2 separate regions of the Sus scrofa genome follow, and region 2 is linked to region 1. A link is a contact called in public Hi-C data. All regions are on one chromosome and are shown on one strand. Each heading gives the region's core, a stretch centred on a gene start, on an enhancer-like site or on the middle of the called end of the contact. The rest is flanking DNA. Distances are from core to core; before and after follow the strand shown.

Region 1 (6,154 bases), core at 1,387-3,886:
GATGCTTGTAGTGGGGGCGTCAGGGCCGTGCCCCGAGCAGGGGTCTCCTGCTTCATTTCCCTGGGGCCCGGGCCCGCGATGGCTGTGACTTGACCCCTCTCCCCAGAGGTGAAAGGTCCCCACTTTGCAGCCGGCGGTAATTCCCAGAACCATCCATCTCCCGCCACCCCGCGCCTTGGAGCGCCGTCGGGGAAGAGTGATGGGCGCCTCTCGCGGGCCCAGGCGGGGAATTGCCACAACAGGTTTATGCCGCATGAGTGATGGTGTTTGCGTCGCTGACGCCGGGGTGCCGCCAGGACCAGACTGCACCCAGAGCAGAACAATAAATACTGTGAGACGCTGCCAAAGGGGGGACCGTTCCTATGCCCGAGAGACAACTGACGGGCCCCGGGGAGGCAGCCGGGGTGGCAAGGCCGGGCCCTGGGGGGTGTCTGCCCCATAGCTGATGGAGGGCTGGGTGATTTCTGTAGGTTGAGGGCAGCGATGGAATTGGGGAGAAAACGACTCTTCGAAGGAGAGAGGGGACCTTGCAGTCAGAGGCGAACAGCAGCAACAGAGTGTCTGAAAGATTCAGAACCTGTAACTCCAGGCCGGGTTCCCTGGAGTGCGTGTGAGCAAAGGGAGCCCCCGAGGCCCAGCAAAGGGAGCTGTCACCAGGAGACTCAGGACCAGGACAGCCTGGCTGAAAAACATCCCTAACCCGCCGGCTGTCACCTGGGTGGCTTGGGGGTTCAGGGTGGCCGTTGCGGCGGAGTGTTTCACACCACCTTTGTGTCTGAGCTTTTCTAGTCCTGCAAAGCTGCCACTTAGCACTGCCCTCTGGGGACCCGCCTGGGCTGTAGGCAGCATGCTTGGGTCTGGCATTAAAGCTTCTTCCTCTGCCTCCTACGGTGACACCCAGAAATGTGCTGCAACAGGGACTCAGGAGTCCCCAGGTGTGCGTTGCAGAAGCTGTGTGACCTGAGCCAGAGACCTTGGGGCCTCCGTTTCCCCACCTGTAAAATGGGCCACTGTCACCCCAGTGGGGTTATGGACGAACCGAACAAATGAGGTCGTTGCGTGGATTCTTCAGGCTGGAGCCAGTACCACGTTCCCTGGAAGGCATCTGGGTGTCGCTTTCAGTCAGGATCTCTGACTCAAATGTATTTTTCTCCCGTGGCCACAGTGAAGGAACTGCTGATGTCACCTGGCCTCTCCCCTGTGGGCACGGTGTGGTGTGGCGGGTGACTCCTCTGGTTCTTAGTGTACATACAACTTCGTCACAGCTGCGGAGACCCAGGCTCTGAATCAGCTCCCAGGGGCAGGTTACAGGGATTAGCACAGGGACGCAGCCCGCGGCCAGCTCAAGGTCACAGCCCATGGCCAGCTCAAGGTCACAGGTCGGGGAGCCCCAGGACAGCGCAGGCCGCCATCCTCAAGGGCTGGCCTGGTGCCCATGTGGTCTCGGCACCCGGCGTGGGTGTTTTGAGTCCTCTCTGCTTCCCGGTTCTCTGATTGTTCCCACTTTGCAGATGGGAAAAGGGAGGCCCAGGGAGCTGTCGCCACTTCTGCCTCAAGTCTCATGGCTGGGAGCTGGCGGAGCCGGGATCTAGGCTCTAGAACTCATGCCTTGGCTGCCGTGCCTCTGCGCCGGCTGATGGAGAACAGGCAGAGCTGTTGAGTAGATGCGGGGGGCGGGGAGTGTGCTCCCCACCCCCCGTTTGTCTTGCAGGCAGTGGTTCCCCTCCCAGGGTCCCCCTAACCCAGCACAGCTGTGTTACGGACCTGCTGGTTTCCTTGTTCCCACCCCTAACACACTTGCACACACGGAAGTACACCTGCTGGGGTTCCCATTGTGGCTTAGTAGGTTACAGACCCGACTGTAGGACGCAGGTTCGATCCCTGGCCTCACTCAGTGGGTTAAAGATCTGACATTGCCGTGAGCTGTGGTGTAGGTCGCAGATGTGGCTTGGATCTGGCATTGCTGTGGCTGTGACATAGACTGGCAGCTGCAGCTCTGATTCGATCCCTAGCCTGGGAACTTTCGTATGCTGCAGGTGCAGCCATGAAAAAAAATAGAAGGAAAGAAAGAAAGAAGGAAAGAAAGACGTGCACACCTAAACACTTATTTACACACATACACACACAGAGATAAGCACGTGCAAACCAGTGTGCATGCAGAGACACACGTACTGCGCCCATGCACGCACACACACACACACACACACACTGACATACACTTGTGCAGTGCTGGGCCCACATACACATGCATGTACTTACACGTATCCCACGTAAGCCTGTCGCATGCATACACTCGGAGGTGGGCCTGAGGGGTGGGGCCCAGGCTTGCAGGGTTCTCACACCTGCCCTGCTCCGCCACCTCCTGAGGACAGAGACCGCCTGGCGGCGGCGGCAGGGGACACCTGCCCCGGGGCAAGGTGCTCTGTGGGACGCTTCCACCTTGTACTTTCAACCCAGCTGTTCCTGCTGACAGCAGTGAGGTGTGACAGAAATAGCAGCAGGATTCACGCGGCGGTGACGGCCAGCGTTCTTGCAGAGCCTGGAGCTTAGGCCTTCTCTGGTTTGGGGCAGCCCGGGAGAGGGAGGCCCTGCAGCTGGCTCGGATGCAGGAGGATCTGGCAGGCCTCGTCTTGGTCCCTGCCAAAGGGACAGTGTCTGAGCTGGCCACCTGCAGGGCAGCAGGGGCAGCGTGGGCTGCATACCTGCCTTGCTTGCAAAAGGGCAGGAAAGAGCAAACACCGGCTTGAGCAATTAGAAGCTTGACATCAGGGGCAGGTGGACAGGTCTGAGTCCCGGCGTGACCTACCCCTGGTGGACGGGGTGGGTGCGGCTTTTCAGGAGTTGCGGTCTGATGGGCTGGGCCGGGGGTGGCACCACGGGCTCTCGAGCAGGGAAGGAAGCCCCCTTTCTAAGCCTGGCATACAAGTGGAGCTGGGACATGCTGGACTGTAGCTCCTGAGAGGTAGGCATGGGTGGGTAGGTCGGCAGGGTGAGGTGGGGTAAGCCAGGCTCAGGGCATCAGTGAGAGCGTGCCAGCCTGCCACAACAGAGCATTCCCCACACAGGTGGGAAGATAATTGTTTTAAATGCAATTGAACATGAATGTGCGATTCGAAATTGTTAAGGGGGAGAGCTTCCTCTGTGCGGCACTCAGGTCGGTGGCGTCTTGGGAGTGCTGGGACTCGGGTTCGAGCCCCAGCCTGGCACCGTGGGTTGCTGCAACTGTGGTTTCGGTTGAGACTGTCGCTTAGATCTGATCCCTGGCCGCAGGGAGGCCAAAAATGAAGGAAAACAAAAAGACAAAAAAAGAAATGATTAAGGTGGGTTTACGTTTTATGTGTCTTGCCACAATTAAGATTGATGTTTTTTAAGACGTCCACCTATATATGAAGTCACCGCCAATGCCATTTTATACCTGCCGAGTCAGCCCTCAAACGTAATAAAATGATAACATACGTTGCTGGCACAGCCATGGTGAAACAGACGCCTGGAGCCTGGCAGCACACGGACGGGAAGAGCTTTTTCGGAAAAGCAAAAGGGCAGGTTATGTGGAGACCCACGGAGATGCTTCTTCCCTGCTATCCCAGCAATCCCATGCTGGGGTTTCTTTTAAGCAAATCAGTCATCACAAACAGGCACCAGAACCGCACGTATAAAGATCTACATCCTGCCACGAAAAACTGGGACCACCCTAAGTGCCCCCCGATGGGCGCTGATGTCAGCCGGCGGAGTATTAGGGCGTCCTCGGGACGGTAATCCCAAAGACTCCGGGGATCAGAGATAATGGATAACAGGCTGCCAGGTGCACAGAAGGGTCTGGAAGAGGCTTGTTCTCTTTCTCCTCCCGTCCTTCTGGGGACGAGAACAACAAACGCGGATGTGTTTTGTAGTTCCCTTGGATGCCCTGAAAACCTCCAGAGAAGTGATAAACAGATCTTTGCATCCTGGTGCTGGCTAATTTGTTTTCAATAGGTTTCAATCAATTACGTGGGGTCCTCAGGAAGGGGAAGTGCACCCGTAATTGGCTAAAATAAATCACTCGGCACTTCAAAGGCAGCGCTCTGCTGAGATGCAGCAGCCCAGCCTTCGATTCTTAATAAACAGGCGTGTTTGTCCCCCACCCCCTGGGTCCCCAAGCTCCATGGGAACCGCACGGGGAGGGTCGGCGGGGAGGGGCACGCGTGGCAGTGATGGATTTGGCCACCCCGCAGAGGTCACCGAGTCTGGCGTGCTCCTCTCCCGTGTGCCCGCGGGAGCGTCCTGAGGCTGTGTGACAAGGTGCCCCAACCCGGTGCCTTAAACAGCAGAAATCTACTGCCTCCCGTTCTGGGGGGCAGAAGTCTGAGACCCAGGCGTCCGTAGGGCGGGGGTGCCTCTGAAGCCTGCAGGGGGGTCCTCCCCTGTCTCTTCCTGTCTCTGGTGTTGGCCCGGCATCCCCCACGCTCCTTGGATCGTGGCCGCATCCCTCTGTCTCCACCTCTGTCTCCACGTTGCTTCTCCCCTGTGTGTCTGTCTCAGGGACTCTCCTCTGCTTATCAGGACCCATCCTATTGGATCGAGCGCCCGCCCAATGCCAGTGTGACTCGTCCTAGCTTGCGTCTTTGCCACACATCCGAGGACCCTTTCCAGGCCCGGTTCAGGGGTAGTGTCTTTGATGGGGGCACAGCTCGGCCCACGCACTCCCTTCTGGGTGAGGGTCTCGGGGCGGGGCGGCCTGCTGGCAGATACTGTCCCTCTGCCTGTGTGTCTGGAATGACATCTGTCCCCCACAGGGGGCCCTGCCCTCCTCCCTCCTTCTCCTTTAAGGGCGGTGGGGGTGGGGTGGGCACGAGGGAGGCGGAGGGTGGGAGGGGGACGTTCAGCAAGGGGGGGAGCTCCCGGCAGAGGCCCCGTTTTTGGCTTCATAAACCTCATCCTCGCGCTGAGCGAATGCTCGTTGTGCACAGTGGGAGGCTCGGCGGGGGACCGGATCCCGTGGGGAATTAGCTCCGGCAGGAAGATCCCGGAGCGGGAGCGGGCTGGGGGGGGGCGGCTCCTTGGGGGACAGCGGGAAGGGGTGTGGGCACTGCTGGTGCTGAGCCTCGGGGCAGGCAGCCCGGGGTGGGGTAAACTGAGAACCCCCGGTCCCGAGCCCCAGGCCGCCAAGGGGCAGGGAGGCGTGTGGGCCTGGGGGCGGAAGGGCTGAGGCTTGTGCCCTGAGCATCTGAGGACCCAGAAGTGCATTGTCAGCTCTGACCCTGGCCGCTCCCCACAGAGGTCCACCTGCCTGTTCTGCTCCCTGGGGTGAGGCAGCCAGGCGCACGACCAGCGTCTACCTCCCTAAGCACGCCCGCTGTTCTGGCTCTTTGGTGCCGCAGAGCTGCCTCTCTGGGCGAAGAAGGAGGACTGTTCCCATTTTACGGATGAGGAGCACAGGCTCGGCCGTGTCAGGGCCCTGGGCAGCTGCTAACCGCCGTACCCCACAGTGCGCAGGGGGGTCTGACGAAAACCGCCTTGCGCGTGATCAGGCAGCACAGGGGCCGGGCCAGAGCCAAGGCCTGCGAGTTCTGCTGTCCCGAGGGGTCCCCTGACCCTGCGGTCACGCTTGAGTCTGAAACGCTGAGAGAAGTTGGAGAAGGAGCTCTCGGTGCTCAGAGGCTAAGCTGCCTTTGACTCTCGGGCAAGCACACCCGCCGGGGTGGAGGGTCCCGACGTCCGAGCCGGCAGGTGTTTGTGGAGATTCCAGCCCAGCTTGTCCGGGGGCCTCCTTGACATGTGAACAAGGTCAGCCTGGGATGCAGACGGGGGGTGGCCCCGGGGGACCAGGAAGTGGACCGTTCATTCTGAGACAGACCAGGACTCCTGGAAGACGGAACACAAGCCAGGCTGTACACACGTGATGTGGCCTCAGATGCTGGTGGGGACCGGATGCCAGGATGGGTGATGGGGGTCCACAGGTCAGGGAAAGGCCCCCCTAAGGAGGTGACTGAATGAAGAGAGGGGGAGGGCACCATGTCAGTATCTGGGGAAGGGGGACTGGTGCAGAGAAAGCCACACGTGCAAAGGCCCTGTGGTCTGAGCTTGCCTCGCCGTGCACAACAGTGAGGCGTGGAAACCAGGGACCAAGGAGCCAGATTTCTGGAGCCAGGATTCTGTCTTCGCTGTGGCTTTCTCT
Region 2 (6,154 bases), core at 2,421-4,920, 140 kb before region 1:
ATCAAGCAGGGCTGGGCGCCCCAGGGAGACAGGGCCTGACCGAGGCCTCGGAAGACCTGGGGAGCTTCTAGAAGCTGGGAAAGAGAGGGGCTGGCGTGCCAGGGAGGGGGAACAGCACCCACGAAGGCCTGGTGGGCATGGGCAGGATTTGCTTCCCCACTGCCAGTGGTTGGAAATTTGTGCAGGGAGCCCTCGAAAAGTGGGCATGTGATTCAAGGCTTGGCCGTCACTGCCAGAGCACTGGTGGGGCAGTGCAGCAGGAATCCTTCTGGAAGCTTCTAGATCAAGTGACATCATGGCAAGGGCATGCAGGATGGCGGCTCCTGGGCCTCGTCCTGGAGTGTCCTCCCACTTTCCTGGATCCGGCCAGGGTGGGGTGGGGCGGGGCGTGGTGGCCTGCGACTGGCCGATGAGCGCCCTGTAGGCTGGGCGTCGAGGCGTATCCTGTTGGAGCTTTGTAGTTACCATCAAGGGCTCAGGCAGCCTTGGTCACGACCATTTCACAGATGAGCAAACTGAGGCTTAACCCAGAACACAGAGTGCCGGGGGCCTTGAATGTCAGACCCAATGTTATGTCACTCCATTGCCCCCGAGTGTCCCTGTGACCTCTCAGGTCCTGTCTGTTCCACCTGGAGCTCTGCTGTTCCAGACCAGCTTTGACCTTCTCTTCCCCTTCCTCGAAGAGCTTCTCATAAACTGTACACACTCAGGAAAATAGTGTCGAGCTGAATCGAGGCTGCGTTTGTGGGCACAGCCGGCACAGTGCCTGGCAGACACAGGTCAATGCCGGGGGACCTTTCTGCCGTCCCTGTCCTGGTCACCTCCTCTCAGGACTCTGGATCCTCAGACTGCGTAGCCGACCTACCCAGCTGACTCATCTCTCCGTCAGGGCCGTGTTCCCTTAAAAACAAAAATTACAGCTTCTCAGATGCCTAATGATGGGTTCTGGCTTTTCAGAGGGAAAACTCTGGCTCGGGGGCTTTAAATAGGGTCACGGGGAGAGCCGGGGTGCGGTGGGGGCAGTGCATCCATTTGGCTGCTGTTCCTGGGGCTGGGGGCGCAGGAGGCGCCTGCCTGGGGAGGGAGCGGGCCCTTGAGACGTGGGTGGCTTGGATGTGTCGCCTGAGGGCTCTCGGGTGACCACAGGGCACGAGTGGTTTTTCTTTCTCTTCCCCAGAATGCTGCGCCCCTTAGCGCCCCCTGCATCAAGAAGCTTGGTCTGCTGGGTGATGGGGAGTGACCGGCCCTGTAAAATGCCAGGCACGTCAGGCCAAGCCTGCCACCCCCCACCCACTGTCCGTGTGGATCCCATCTCACCGCACATAAAACCCAAGTCCCTCCCTGGTGTTTGGTGTCCTGGGGCTGCCGTTAGAAACGGCCACCACTGGGGGCCTAGACAGCAGGCATCTGTTCTCTCACCATCTGGAAGCCAAAATCAAGTCCAAAATCAAGGTGTGGGCAGGGCTTGGGGCGGGGATGGGATCCGTCCCGTGGGGTCCATCCAGCCTCTTCCAGCCCCTGTGGCTCCACGTGTCCTTGGCTTGTGGCCGCCTCCCTCCAACCCCTGCCTCTGTCTTTGGCTGGCTTTCCGCTCCGTGCCGGTATCCTCTCTCCTTTTTATAAAAAACCTTTTGCTGGATTGAAGGCCCACCCCCATCAGGTGTGACTCCCTGCTAACAAATGTGCACCTGCAAAGACACAGGCGCCAATAAGGCCGCGTGCGGAGATCCCGGGGGCGGGGGAGGCTTGAACTGGGGGCGATGCGGTTCAGCCCGGCGCGCTCGGCCTGCCAGGGTGTGATCTGAGCCCTCGGCTCTCCTGCCTCCCTTCTACCCCCCACCCCCTGTGGGCTGCGGCATATGGAGGTTCTCAGGCTGCAGGTTCAAATCAGAGCTACAGCTGCCAGCCTGCACCACAGCCGCAGCCACAGCCGCCCCAGACCCCAGCAGTGTCTTTGACCTACACCACGGCAACACTGGATGCCCGACCCACTGAGTGAGGCTAGGGATCGAACCCGCATCCTCATGGCTCCTCGTTGGGTCATTACCGCTGAGCCACAACAGCACCTCTGCCCCAGGGCCTTTGCACCTGTTGGTCCTTCTGCCTAGAAAGTGCTCAGAATTCCCTCCACGCTTCCCTCCTGGGCATCCTCGTGGGGGCCTCCCCGGAGTCACACCCCCTCAGGCTTAACCCTCCTCTGTGCTTCAACTTTCCTTCAGGCCGCTCCGCTGCCACCCCCTGCACGTCATAGGTTTGTTTTTGGTCTTGCTGCCTCTAGGAGCCTGGTAGACAGGGACATGGTCTGACTTGCTCACAGCTGGGTCCCCAGCCCTTAGAATAGTTCGTGGCACATAGTAGGTGCTCAGCTAACCTGTAGCCTCAGTGTGTGCTGGTGAAGCTCTGGTGTTGCCATGAGCTGTGGCGTAGGTCACAGATGCAGCTCGGATCCTGCATGGCTGTGGCTGTGGTGTAGGCCAGCAGCTGTAGCTCTGATTCGACCCCTAGCCTGCAAACCTCCATATGCCGCGGGTATGGCCCTAAAAAGATTAAAAAAAACAGAAAGGGAGGGGAAGGGAAAGCTCGGTGCCACACTCCCCACTCCCCACCACCAAGGCCTGCGCTTTTATCCATTTTATCTATTTCCTATTGGAAAGGAGGCCGGGGGGGGGGGCATCTGGCCTCCTGTAACCGATTGAATTTCCAAGCTTAGATGAGCAGCCCCAGTTCACTGATGAGGACGCTGTGGCTTGGGGAGAGGTCAGGGCCATGCCTGAGTCACTCGGGGTCGAGCCAGAACTGGAATCTGCTCTCTGACCCAGGCCGTTGTCCCCACACCAGGCCTGACCTTGGCTGTGCCGTCCCTGGGCAGCTGTGGGGACCATTGCCCAGGGCTGGCACTTGGCTTCGTGGGAAGGCACCTGGGGCCCTGGCTCCAGCCACGTGCAGGTCAGGAGGGCTGGGTCGTCTGGACCCGCCCATCGCCCGGAGCACAGTGTCCCTTGCCAAGTTCAACATCGGCTTCTGCCAGAGGCCAGCCCAGTGTCACGTGGCACGGGTTCCAGGAAAGAGGGTGTCCTCTGCCATCCCCGATGGCCAGTCCCTGTCTCCTAGCTTCTGACGGGTCGGCGCCTTCAAAGCAGGGGGCGTGGGGCAGAGGGGCAGCCCACCCAGAGCAGAGAAACCTCCCTGAGCCTTCTGGAAATGTAACTGGCCGCCGTGCTTGCCCTTCCGAACCCTATTGCAAAGATAAATAAATGCATAAACCTAGTCAGATGTGCATTTGCCACAGGTGATGACCAGCAGCTGTTTATCCTGCCACTGTGCCAGCAGCTGACACCCATGGGGGCTGCCGGGTGGGCCCCAAGCTCTGAGGACACCGCTCCAGCCCCGACGGCTCTGCCGGGTTGTCGGGGGGGCTGTTGTCTCCACTTTACGCTCAGGGACTGAGGCTCCGACGACCCCAGGGGCCCATGCGGCTGGCCTGGGTGGGGCTGGGCCGAAGCTCGGGGTGTTCGTGCCCTGCCTCCAGCCTCCTGCAATAGCCCCGAAGGGCAAACAGCCCCGCCCCAGGCAGGTGGCTCGGCTGCGTCTGAGCATTTGTGGCCCCAGCGGAGACAGAACCTTACAGATGGCCCGGGAGCTGATCTCAGGTGGCCCTGGGATGCTGAGGCCACAGACTCCAAGCCAGACATGGGGCCACACGGGCCCACAGGACTTCTGTGCCCTCTCTGAGCAGGAGACATGGGCTGGGAGCCAGCGTTCCGTGCCAAAGGCTCGGCATTTTCGGAAACCTTCTGGTGACCACGTGATAGCGGGATTAGATCCACTGTCCCTGCCCACTTCAGCCGCCCTTAGAAAGGGTGAAAGGTGAGAGGTCAGAGGTGGAGTGGCTGGCCAACTAGAGTTGTGAAAGTGAGATACCGAGGAGGCTGTGACGTTGAGTCCCTTCTAGAAGGAAGGGACCTTTGCAGAGGCAGGGTTCTGGGAGGGAGGACGACGGCGAGGAGACGTGTGTACACAAGACGGGTAAGGGGACCCCGATCCACAGGCCTTTGTGGCCGGAACCTGCCAGAACTCCCAGGGCACCGCCCGGTGGGTCCCCTCCTCCCTGACACCTGCCAGGCTGAACAGAGGGCCGCAGCCCTGACCACGTGTCCAGGGCCAGCTCTGCGGTGACACCCCCACGCGGTGTCATGCGTTCGCTGTCCTGACGTTTGCCCTCGTTGCTGAATGAGGGCCCCCCGTTTTCGTCTCGTGCTGGGCCCCCCGCCTGTGTTGTCGGTGCGTGTGTCACATGCTTGCCTCTCATGTGCCTTGTGAGATAACGCGGCACAGAGAGGCTGGTCACCTGGCCAAGGGCCACCCAGCTTCCATGTCCAATAAAGCCTTGACCCCAAATCTGTCCTGAGTCCAGGAAAGTTTTCTGTGACCTGCCCCTGCAGGGCTGGAGTCCAAAAGACAGTCTGATAGCAAGTGTCAGCCGGCAGGTGGATCTGAACCATCACTCGCTGCAGGGGGTGCTGGAAAATGCTTCTGCTGCTGCGGAAACGGGTTGCCGGTTCCCCAAACAAGCAAACCTCGGGTCCCTGCAGGACCCTGCCGTGCCACTCCCAGGTAGATGCCCACGCGACCTGAAGACACAGATGCCCATAACCACGTGTCCACCGCAGCTCACGTCGGCACCCGTTACGTAAACACAAAGTGGCAACAGCCCAAGCGTCTCTCCACGGATGACGGCTAAGCCAAATGTGGCCCATCCATGCGATGGAATATTATTTAGCCATGAAAAGAAGCCAACCACTGATACATGCCCTAGCGTGGAGGATGCACCTTGAAGCCACGCAGCTGGACAGGGCTGCATACTGTTATGATTTTATGCGAGTGAAATGTCCAGAATAGAGACAGACAGTGGACGAGTGTTTGCCTGGGATCTGGGGGGAGGAACGACTTCGGGGGACGGGGTGTTGTTTGGGGTACTGAACGCGCTCTGGGATTCGCGAGTGGTGAGGGGCACACGGCATCGGCATCGTAATACACTAACCGTCCCCGGGTTGTGTGCTTCAAAATGCTGCATTGTGTGACATGTAAGTCGTGGGTCTGTTTTTTTCCCCATAAACTGTATTTGATTTATTTTTCAATTGAAGTCTAGTGGGTTTATACTGTTGTGTTAATTTCCGCGGTACGGCCAACTGATTTCAGTTTTATAAACACTCTCTTTTCGTCTTCTGTTCCATTATGGTTTATCACAGGATATTGACTCTGCAGTGGGACCTGGTCATTTATCTGTTCGGTTTATCATAGGTCACATCTGCCAACCCCAACCTCCCACTCCATCCTCCCCCAGCCCCCTCCCGCTTGGCATCTGCACGTCTGTTCTCTATGTCTGTGAGTCTGTTTCATTTTTTTGTTTGTTTGCTTTTGCTTTTTGGAGCCACACCTGTGGCACACGGAAGTTCCCAGGCTCGGGGTCGAATCGGAGCTACGGCCGCCGGCCTCTACCACAGCCACAACCACGCCGGATCTGAGCCGCATCTGTGACCTACACCGCAACTCACGGCCACGCCGGATCCTTAACCCACGGAGTGAGGCCAGGGATGGAACCCGCCTCCTCATGGATCCTCGTTGGGTTCGTTAACTGCTGAGCCCCAAAGGGAACGCATGTTTCTGTTTTGTAGCTAGGTCCACTTGTGCTGTATTTTAGATTCTGCATGTAAGTGATATCATGTGGTACTTGCCTTTCTCTTTCTGACTTCACGTAGTATGAGAATCTCTGGTTGCATCCGTGTTGTTGCAAGTGCAATTATTTCGTTCCTTTTTATGGCTGAGTAGTATTCCATTGTATAGATATACCACATCTTCTTAGTCCATTCGTGTGTCAATGGACATTTTTTTTAACTCAGTAAATTTTATTACATTTATGGCTGTTCAGTGATCATCACAACCCCATTTACAGCTTTTCCTCAATGGACATTGTGGTGGTTTCTGTGCCTTGGCTGTTGTGAATAGTGCTGCTACGAACACAGGTGTGTGTTTATCTTTTTGAATTATGGTTTTGTGCAGGTATATGCCCAGGTGTATCTCTGTTTTTTGTTTTTGTTCTGTGTGTGTATGTGTGTCTTTTTGCCTTTTCTAGGTCTGCTCCCATGGCATATGG

What was found. Hi-C and Micro-C count contacts between places; a contact is called where the count stands out from the background.
Region 2: a contact with region 1 is called in a Hi-C map of liver, with 19 times the contacts expected there. The contact joins two enhancer-like sites. A contact is called at or near these places in 1 of 5 promoter capture datasets (liver) and 3 of 47 Hi-C or Micro-C datasets (liver and skeletal muscle).

Annotation. Positions count from the first base shown.
Region 1 is chr6:3,392,208-3,398,361 of Sscrofa11.1, reverse strand. All of the region lies in intron 2 of GSE1 (genetic suppressor element 1), which reads left to right. Among named protein-coding and RNA genes, the nearest start is that of GINS2, 180 kb to the right of the region's middle. Within about 2 kb of position 2,636, at least 1 of the 83 cell types and tissues checked has an H3K27ac peak or open chromatin away from gene starts, as enhancers often do. A contact at or near this core is called in liver, where this site is marked.
Region 2 is chr6:3,528,382-3,534,535 of Sscrofa11.1, reverse strand. All of the region lies in intron 1 of GSE1 (genetic suppressor element 1), which reads left to right. Among named protein-coding and RNA genes, the nearest start is that of GSE1, 130 kb to the left of the region's middle. Within about 2 kb of position 3,670, at least 8 of the 83 cell types and tissues checked have an H3K27ac peak or open chromatin away from gene starts, as enhancers often do. A contact at or near this core is called in liver, where this site is marked.